2 separate regions of the Mus musculus genome follow, and region 2 is linked to region 1. The links are chromatin contacts, called in public Hi-C maps. All regions are on one chromosome and are shown on one strand. Each heading gives the region's core, a stretch centred on a gene start, on an enhancer-like site or on the middle of the called end of the contact. The rest is flanking DNA. Distances are from core to core; before and after follow the strand shown.

What was found. A called contact is a pair of places that touch in the nucleus more often than the background predicts.
Region 2: a contact with region 1 is called in a Hi-C map of cerebellum, with 4 times the contacts expected there. The contact joins two enhancer-like sites. A contact is called at or near these places in 6 of 484 Hi-C or Micro-C datasets (cerebellar granule neurons, cerebellum, cerebral cortex and 2 more).

The regions. Positions count from the first base shown.
Region 1 is chr12:89,551,994-89,557,168 of GRCm38.p6, forward strand. The region is part of intron 14 of Nrxn3 (neurexin III); the gene reads left to right. Among named protein-coding and RNA genes, the nearest start is that of Gm40537, 580 kb to the left of the region's middle. Within about 2 kb of position 2,953, at least 4 of the 459 cell types and tissues checked have an H3K27ac peak or open chromatin away from gene starts, as enhancers often do. A contact at or near this core is called in cerebellar granule neurons and cerebellum, where this site is marked.
Region 2 is chr12:89,952,265-89,957,439 of GRCm38.p6, forward strand. All of the region lies in intron 14 of Nrxn3 (neurexin III), which reads left to right. Among named protein-coding and RNA genes, the nearest start is that of Gm40538, 450 kb to the right of the region's middle. Within about 2 kb of position 2,422, at least 11 of the 459 cell types and tissues checked have an H3K27ac peak or open chromatin away from gene starts, as enhancers often do. A contact at or near this core is called in cerebellar granule neurons and cerebellum, where this site is marked.

The DNA.
Region 1 (5,175 bases), core at 1,703-4,202:
TTTAATATCCTTTACTGTGTATGGCTGAGAAAAGTTCATTCCAAGTTCATTTTTTTCTCCCTGATGTGAACTAAGTTCTGCTACTGTTGCCCGGCTCTAGGCAATTATCATGAAGAAATTCCAGGGAGCCCAGAGGACCTTTCCTTCAAATACCTGTTCACCTAGAGTGCTTGAGGCATTCAATACTATTAGTTCCTGCATCCCTTTGAAATATGTACATTATTTCATCTTTATGGGAACACAGTTTTGACCCTTGGAGTGTATAGATAATCTCCCCTGCAGTATAAGAAAATTTTGACCTTAAGCAAATATTATAGAATTCTGGACCCCCAAATTTTATGTAGCAAAGGCTTGAGGGATGTGTACTCTCATTTTAGGTTTCTCGCTTTCTACTCCTTCTTCCCTTTAACTGCAATTTCCAGTTGGCTGTAAGAATTCTCAAGACATCAGTACTACATTTTCTTGCACCGTATTCTCATAATTTTGTGAGAGCTTGTGCACACTGAAACGCAAAGCTCCGGTTCCTTACTATACCTTTTGCTCACAGTTGACCTGGGTCATCTTTGCTGTCAGTTGCTTGTATTGGGCTTAAGCTTTCAGGTGGAATGATGCTAATACAGGTCAGTTCTGTTCCATCCAGGGGATTATGTCCCATCAGGCAGCCTTGGCATTCCCCTTTGTTAAAGAACAACAGAAGGCAAGATAAAGTGTTTGATGATTGGATTAAGGGGGATGAACTTATAAATTGTGGTCATCTACCCCCTCACCCCCCGAGAAGGTAGGCATAAGGTAAAGTATGATTTGCTTCTGTGTTAATCCTATGATTTTCTGGTCCCATGGCTTAGAAAGTTGAGGATTTGTCAAGTGGCTAAAGAAGGACAACCCAAGGTTACATAGATTCGATGAGTTTGTTTAGAAGTTCAGAAAATAAACCCTACCACTTTTAGATATCTGCATAAGGAAGTATGTTTCAATATTTTGGGGTCTCAAGAAAAAAACTATTTCTCTTTAAGAAATTAAAAAATATTCCTATGAATTAATCTATTATACTCTGTCACCCAAATTAAAATAGCCATACTATTTTTTTTTAAAAATCATGACTTAATTTTAAGATAATGAGGAAGTTCAAGTATACAGAAATTAAAGAAAATCGTCTTTGCCATGGTAGTAAGTGTAAATGTTTTGTTTTATTTAATCAATTTTGCAATTTATAACATGGAAATTATATGCAACTATAAACAAATGAATATTTGAGAACCAGCTTCCATCTCCAGCCCCTCCCCATTTTTGTTTTCTTTAATGAAATCCACATTGTAAGTTAAAGTCTTTCCATTGGTGCTGGTGGTTCAGGGTGAGTGGGATGCTTATCATGGGGACTTGCTACTTACACGCATGATTAAATTCAGTTGTCAGGTTTGGACAGGAGAGATCCCCTCCTCTTCCCCAGGAAGTCTGTAGAGAAGGGCTGGGATGGAGAGGATATTCATTTTCCAGTTTATAGAAGAAGGGTCCATCCATCATGATCAAAGAAGAATATTTCATGCCGTCCACCTCTGGTGAGGGCTGCAATAAATATTCTATCCTCTCCCCAACTTTGTTTCCTGCTCTGATTAAAATTCACCTTATAAACAGATAGGATGGCTTGAGATTATGAAATCAAAACACACAAGAATTATTCAGTCTCTGTTGCTCATTTTCTCCTCTGTGAATAATTTCTGCTGACAGGTGACCAGTGAGGCCATCTGTCTCTTTATTACACAAGCCTGTGGTGGGTCCCGTCTCCTCTGCCCTGGAGTTAAATGAAGGTTTCTTTGACAAGAGAATAATATAGGCCAGCAAATGTAATGCGATTTTAGGACATTCATGATTTCTTTTTAGGAATATGAACACAAATATTTTCTTCCTATGATTGAAATGTAAGTATTTCTTAAAGATTCAGGTAGATACATATCATTAAAATAACCCAACCATTCTCAGTATTAGGAAGTCTAGAAAAACTACTAATGTTTCAGAATTTGTAGTGTCATTTTCTTTGAGTATTTCATTTATTTTGATCCATTCAAATGATTCATTGGGGGGGGGATGTCTATGTCATAATAGATTGCTTTATTGTTCAACATAGCCTCTAAATTTGATTAGGAAAATGAAATCTACGAAGTACCTCAGCTATAGATTTTGGAAAAAAATGATTTGAATGTAATGTTCACTTCTCTTTCTGTGTTAGTTCAGAGGGAAAGGATTTTGATTGTTTGTTTGTTTGTTTGTTTGTTTTAAAAGACAACTGTAAAACTAACAAACTATTCACCCACCTATTCATCACCATTTTGGTCATATCTGCACTTCACACATGTTATCCCTAGAGGAGATTATCCAGTGCCAATTGGAGGGGAACTCATCCCTAGACTGATAATGTTCTTCCGGTTATTTGTTGAAGTTTGCCAAATGACTAAAGACTTACGGAGTCCAGACAGGGAAGCCACTTTTCCCTTAGTGGAAATCTATTTTTATGATTCCTGTTCTACCATATGAATATAATCAGATAGAAATTAGAATGTACTAGCTAAGAAATGAAATAAAACTTATAAGAAACACTTTGGGAAACTTTTCTAAGACTTCAGACCACGGCAGACTAATCTATTTCCTCTTGATTCTGTTTATAGTCTTTCATTTGATTACCATTACCTCAACAGAGAGAACTGAGATGTAATCTTTGGGATAGCCGTCTCAAAAGTTACAGAGCTAGGAGACAGGGAACGGAGGTGGCAATCCAGCTTTACCTATGAGAAATGAGTTCCTTTCTCTATGATATCACCTTGTTGTATGCAAAGATACAAGGTAGGATTACAACCACATTCCCACAGAGGAATGCAATAGAATCCAGCCATAGTCTAGATGGCCAGACACTGGTCACCTAAATGCCTAGTGCTATAAGAGGATACTTGGCAAACAGGAGTATAGACAGATGGTGCCCAACCCACACATCTCTATTTATGTAGAGGCCCCCAGTGTTTGTGTTAGCAGGTTTGGATGTTAATAAAAGAAATTGTTTGTTCTTTCTTTTTATGCCTGCAATTCATTTTTAGTGTAGATTTAAAAAGAAGAATTTGTAAGATCACTAGATACCAAGAGACGTGTGAGCAAAGCCAAAAGTGTATTAGGTTTAAAAGGGAAAGCCTGTGCATACATTATAAACAAACAAACAAATAAACAAATAAATGTTTGCCATTTGTCCACTAGAGGGTACTGTGAGTCCATTGGTCAATTTAATGGATAGGATCTTTTTTTTTCTTTTTCTGCTTTTTTTTAAATTCCTCCTTTTCCCCATGTTGGTCAAGGGAAAATGGAGGGAATCAGGACTAAGAGGAGTAAACAGTGGATATTCTCAATGTGAGTTTTTTCTCAGTCATGACCCTTCTTTATAAGCAAGAAAATTAAACACATTTGGAGAGTTTCAACATGCTCTTGTCAGTGTCCTTGTTATAAACCATACTCATGTATTTTGATAAAGAGCATTGATACTCGGAATCAGGTAAGTTCCTGTTATGAGCAGATATTTCAACAGGAAGCACTGACAAAAATGCCTTTCCTCCTACAGACAGTGTGTGGGAAATAGATGGCATGAATGAGAAATGACTAAAATACCATCCAACTGAGTCTGTCATTTGAGGTTCCCAATGAAGGACGATCGCTTTTGAGATTGCTCTAGGACACATGCACAGCTCAACAAGTGCTTTCCTTTTCTTAAAGTCTGTTATCAACGAAAACAGAAAAGGCAAGGCATGACCCTGTAATTTCCTTGAATTTGTCCAAAGCACGAAGTTTCTGTCTGAATATTACTATGTACTAAACAAGATTCTGGGCAGTGGAAAGATGGAGATGAAAGATAAACTCCATCCCCCAAGAATTCTAAATCCAGGGGTATAACTCGCCAGTGGTTTGAGAGACATTATAAATAGAAATTAGAGGTAGATAAGAAGCTATTTAAATACTCAGCTATAGGATCTATTGTAGCCCCCCAATGTTTGGCATCCGAGAGCAGGGGCAGTAGGCAAGTAGATACACATCTAATATTGTACTCATCATGACCACTTGACCTCTTGCAACATTCAGTTCTCACTCTTAGCCTAGGGCTGCAGACCAAGAGATGTTAGCAACCTGGATGTCTGCTGGCTTCCACGTCTCTGTATTCCTTCTCTGGCACCTTAGAACCATTTGCCAGCTCTCCACTCTTTTGCCATATCTATAAAAGATACCAGCTCTACCTCCACTTTCCTTGCTGTTGACATGATGGCTCTCTCCCTTGATGCTGCTTCTTCAGTTACCAGTGGCTCTAGCTAGTGTGGCATGGATCACCTGCTTCTCTTAGGATGACATTCCACTGGGTGTGGCTGGGATTATTCAGGCACAAGCTTTTCCTACTGTAGGTGTCAGGATCCTAGGTACATTGAATTCCTGCACAAGATCACTAGGTGGTTTCTGGCAGCTTACATGGAAGTGGCACCACAGTGGTTACCAGTGATGGGTCTGGGGCTCTAAGGTAGCTTCCCCTCTATCTTTCAGACAAACACACCAAGGCCTCTGCCCCATTTATTTAGCACTGAAATGATGATTGCTAGTTCTTTGCCCTCAGGTCTAGAGCTGGGCAGCTGGATGCTGTTCTCAAACAAGGCTGTTCAAAGAATCCAGCACCAGGTACAGGAAACACAATGAGAGTCACTGGGACTTAATTCAATGTAGCTGGACCCCATTAGTATTTGTGTTTGTAGATGTGTCTATGCCTGGAAGCCATGAACATATGCTGGGCTGTTTGGAAACCCACCACTGAGAAACTGAAGCTGTATGGACGCTGGTGATACCAGGTAGTATGGATTCTCAGCTGACAAGCCACTAGGTAATGCACACAAGACACATGCCACACCAGGGGCCCAGAGGGAATCAAGCTGTTGACTATAATGGTGTTCATTCCACTCTCAAGGTACAGATGCTACACACAGCCCCACCCAGAAGATCCAGTTTGATTTTGAGCCTGAAGGATCAGTCTGCTGCCTTAGAGTAGGGTCCATTGCCTCATGAGCTGGGCATTCAAGCTGCTGTTGCCTTCCCAGCACTCCCTACTCTTCTCTACTACATCCTTCTTCATATTTCCAGCTTAACCTGCAATGCTTTGGTCCTCAC
Region 2 (5,175 bases), core at 1,172-3,671, 400 kb after region 1:
ATTAAATGATTAGTCTCTTCCTACCTCAGCATACTACCAGAGGAGATTCGTATTTTTTTTTTCATATCTTTCTTGATGAATTGAGCACTGCCAGTTCTGTTTGTTATGAGTGTTTGATTGTGTGAGTGCGTGTTTGTGTGTGTGTGTGTGTGTGTGTGTGTATACTAAGTATATATGTGTGAGTATGTGATATTTACATTGGTTGTCTCGATAGACTGAGAACCCCATCTTTTAGTGTTTTTATGTGCAAGATTATTTCTAAGTGTATATACGTGTGTGTGTGTGTGTGCCTCAGAGGACAACTTTTGGGAGTCAATTTTCCTTTTCTACTGTGGTATCCAGTGTTTGTCAACTTTGGCTGTCCAGTTTGTACAAACAGTATCTTTACCTCTGAAACATCTTCCAAACCCCTTCATTGTTTTTAAAACATTGTGATTCAGGTTTTATAAATCTCTATAGCTCTAGAAATCTACCCAAGTCCAACTCATAACATAGTCTTAATATATAACAACTAAAATTTTAAGTGTTTCAAAAAGAGCTACAAAGTAAAGGTTCTAATTTCAAAATGCCTGTTTTTATATTTGATGCTTATTTTAAAATAAATCTAGCAAGCAACATCACTGGTTAAAGTATTCACAAAGTGTTTACAGCAGAACTTACTGGGTAAATTAGGCACCATATGGCATGACTTAGATGGCTCTAGCTCTTTATTTATAGATACATAGCCCCTTGGTAGTAGGTTGCTAAATCCATATGCTATTCAGGAGAAAAACTTAATATATGGTGACCTTGCTACACCACTGAATAACATAAGGAAATGAACGGAAGTGGAATAAATGCTTAGTATAACCCAACTCTGCTTATTGATGAAAGCAGTTTGTTTTCAAACCAATCAGCAGGAAATCCAGTTCATTTTGCGATGGGTTCCAGGCTTCACATTTTCCTTGTTAGCAGAAATCCCTCTTTAAGGAACCTCATGAACTTTCAAACAGCAATAAAGGTCCTTTCTAGAAGCTTCACCTTTCAGAAGTTAGCAGGGAGAGAGGATCTCTGTATTAGCATCCTGGCCAGCTCTTCCATTTCCTACTTCAAAAATCCCCAGGGAAATAAACAGCTGTCCAAATGAACTGCCAGGAAATAGCCCATGACTATTGGGAGATCTTGGGAAAGGATCAGGACACACCATGTGGATTGAGGCTATAAACATAAGAAAGCCTCTTTAGCCAAAGCCAAGTTTAAATATCCTGTAAATCAGCATAGGGGATGGATGTGCTATTTAAGCCTATTTCCTCTTCCAAATACAGGATCTATATCTTACCAACCTGAATGCCCTTAACCTATTTGTTACTACAATATGTGTTTCCTCCTATTCTTGCTTCTTATCTTCTGAGTCCAGTTGGATGTGAGCAGGGTTCAGGCTGGAAAAAAAATGTGGTAAGAGCATTGCACTTTAGACACCTCTGGAATTATTTTTCTGTGAATTTACCGAGTTCCTGTTTAATGGCCACATAAACAAAGGAAAGTAAGCACGACCATACTAGTGCTGATGAAAGCATCTTATATTTTCAGCAAGTGAAGAGCTCTTGGATGCTCTAAGCCTTGTGCAATGTGTGCTTACATCACTTGGTTGTTCCTAACAGCTTCAGAGCTGAGACATACGAGAGTCTTAGGGAGTCAAGTTCAGTTTACTTTAATTAGGAGACACAAAACTAAGCTAAGAGATTGTTTAAGCTCTGTGCACAAGGAGCTCAAGAATACATATTCCAAAAGAACAGCTTCCTGCACAGCTCAGTACAGTAATGTTTCTACTAAGTCAGATGCTAAATCTATCACTTGTCTATTTGTTGTTTCGTGGGGAAATATACATTTTGTCATCACCTTGGTTACACAAAGATAAGATGGTTTTCTTTGTTGTTGATGGTGGTGGTGAGATTTTTATTTGTTTGTTTGTTTGTTTGTTTGGTCTGTTTTGTTTTGTTTTCTCTGTCGCTAGAACTAGAAGGTTGGCTGTAGGGGTAACTATAGTCCCATGTTATTTTTTCTTTATTCCCACAGATGTGGTCATTTCCATATTCATTAGAAAGAAAAGGCATCATTGTTGGGACATCATATAAAATCCAATCTGCTCATTTCCCCACTTATTCTTTCCTCTCTCATCCTGTTATTTTACTGTCCCTGAAGCCAAGACTTGTCTTTCCCCATCTTCCCTGTTATAGCTGTCAAGAGATCGTTCATTAAAAGCAAGCAGGGGATGCTTCAGACCTTCATGGAGATCAGTGGCAGCCTGAAAGGTCTGAATGCCTGCACACACTTTACATGAAGTTGAGTACTTATGGCACTTCTCCCAGTAGGGAGAGAGATGAGCAGGTGAGGCCAAAAGCGACATCTGTGACTTGCTACCATGGGCTGGCTTTGTGTGCATAATTTCCACTTCAAAGAGTTTGCAGGCTGGTGAGAGTTCATGCGGCTTGTGCCTGTCAGCTAGTCAAAGCTGTGTCTGATACAACTCTGGTAAATGGCAAGTGAGAGATCTTTCGATCTACAGTGTAGATCTTTCGATGCTACAGCAGTTGATGCCCTTGGAGTTTATGGGTCCAACTTCCTCACTACACCAATGAGGAAATTATGAAATGCTTGTGTTTAACTTCTTCATTCCACAATATCCATTCATTTCCTGGGTTGTAAAGGAGGGGAGGGCACAGGCTGATGCAGGGTTAGGCCATGTGGGTTAGGGTAGCAGAAGAACTATGGTTTCCCTTTGCCCCTTCCTGGATCTTACAACTGTTAATATGGACCTAATGGTCTGGCCTAAGGTGGAGCCAGGGTGTTTGTTTGTTTATAGATTTTGAAACAAGGTCTCTGGTAATTCAGTAATGTCCTTGAGGTTGACTGTGTTCTTGTGATTCTCCTGCCTCTGTCTCCCAAATGTCAGGATTACAGGTATGGTCCACAGTACCCACCCCATGTATACTGTGCTGAGAATCAAAGTCAAGGCTTTATACATGTCAGACAATTACCATACCAAGTAGGCATTTATTGAAAACAATAGTAGTAGAAGCTGAATCAATGTTGGATTTAATTCTATAGGATGAATAGGAGTAGGTATCAATATGAGGTCAGGGATACTAAACAAGACAAAACTAAAACACTAATCTAGTTTAGAAGTCTTTCTCTTTACCACAGTAGGCTCATTTTCCAAAAGGAAAGGTGTAATTATTTAAAATATCTCAATAGGGAAAGATTTCCTCATAAAATTCTGAATGAGAAATGATGACCAAAAAAAAAAAAAAAAAGATATCCTTAAGAAAATCCTAGCTATTTCCAAATCTCAACATTGACTACTTCCCAAGAAGAGGTAAACAACTGGTTAATTACCTTCTACTTACCCTAATTTATTTGATTTGCCATGAGCAACAGTTTTCCCTAGAAATCGCCCTCACTGACCTTGGACAACTGAAAAGATGAACAGTAATGGAAATAGAGTCTTCATGTAACAGTCATCTTGTTAAGCCCACGGTCCAGCTCCCAGGGTGTCAGGGAGAGAGGGGGGTGGGGGGAACAGAGAAAACTAGTGGTTCTGTGCTGAGGGAAAATGGATGCAACTCTCTGAGGTAAAGGATAAAAATAAATCCCCAGTATTACTGAAGCATGAGAGTGCCATGAAATAGTGGACCCTGGATCGATACATTACATTATAGCAGAAAAAAAGAAAGAAAAGAATTTTCAGAGTTTATTTATCTAGCTCCTCTGAAATATACTCATGTGACTCACTGCGCTGAAGATGTTGATGTCACTGGGTTTGACTCTTCTACTGCAACCCCCTGGAGAGAGCCCTCTAGGGAAAGGTAGTACCTACATCTCTCTTTTTCTTCTGTTTTTTTTTCCCCTTCGTTTCCTTTCTGCTCATTTTCTCTCTTCTTCCCTTTCCTCTTCCTTTCTCCTTTCCTTCCTTCCTTTCCTTTGAGCTCCCTCTTCAGGAATCTGGCTGTGATCCGAGCTATCTCTGGCTTCCTAGTAACAGGTTTTACAGACCTGCATCACACCCCTGGCTTATTCTCTTCTCCTTTGAGTGACTCAATTTGGCTCTTGATGGATAAAAAAGAATATGGACAATAGCTTCTCTGGCCACTTTTACAACTGAGTAATAGTCATACAATAGTCATAATTTGGACTTGGGGCTCCCCTTTCCTTAGATGAGTTCAGTCTGGTCTTTGTGAACATACATCTTTTATCAAAGCAGAAAAACTAGGAAAAGGCTGCTATCATCTTTTCCACTTTAGAAATATACCAAATGAAGCTGGACATATGATGCAGCTTGTAAACACAAGCATTAGATTATTTGTGTCAGCAAAACAGGAGAAAAAAAAAACAGAATGGGTCTGAAGATTGACAGCTATGAGAAATAGCCCTCAGGGTGTCACCTGGCTATGGTTTTGAAAACAGTTGTTCTTAAAGATCTACTTTTATCCAAAATATTATTGGTACCTTCTATGAGCCAAGAATTCTGTGGATAGTTGGTATAGCTGGGAGGTAAATACCACCAACATGAACATAATTCTAGAAGCAGGCAAAAGAGATGTAGTAATATTGGTGGAAGTTAAAGGATGAAAGGTGAATACAATGGTTGAAAGGAAGTTTTTATCTGTAATTGTGTGGCCAAGAGAGGCCTCACAACAGATCACCGTGGACTTGAAAGAACAGAGGAACTCTCAGTGAGGAAAGGAATAAGATTCTAGGTGAAGGAAGGAGAGGTTTGTAAAGGCCAGACCATGGAAAGCCTTTGGTTTATTTTAAAGATTTTGGTTTTATTTAAAGGCAATGGGAAGCACTAGAGAATGGGTAAACACAAGAGTAGTGAGATTGATGGTCATGTATGAGGCCTAGCCAGCCTGGGCTTCTACATTTAATGACATACTTCCTTCAAAGTCCATTGCTAGCTTCACAATATTAAATGGAAGTTGGCTATGTACTGTGTATTATTCCAGGAATTAAAAGATGAGTTAGGCCAGTTTCTTTACTGAAGTTACATTCCAACTAACAGTGGCAAAATGAAAAGAATAAATGCCATGAAGATTTTGCATGATACAAAATAAGAAGGTGGAACAGTAGAAATGAAACCATCAGGACTTCTTCATACACTCCTTTCAGCATGGGGTTGTGTTGTTAACTTCTGAT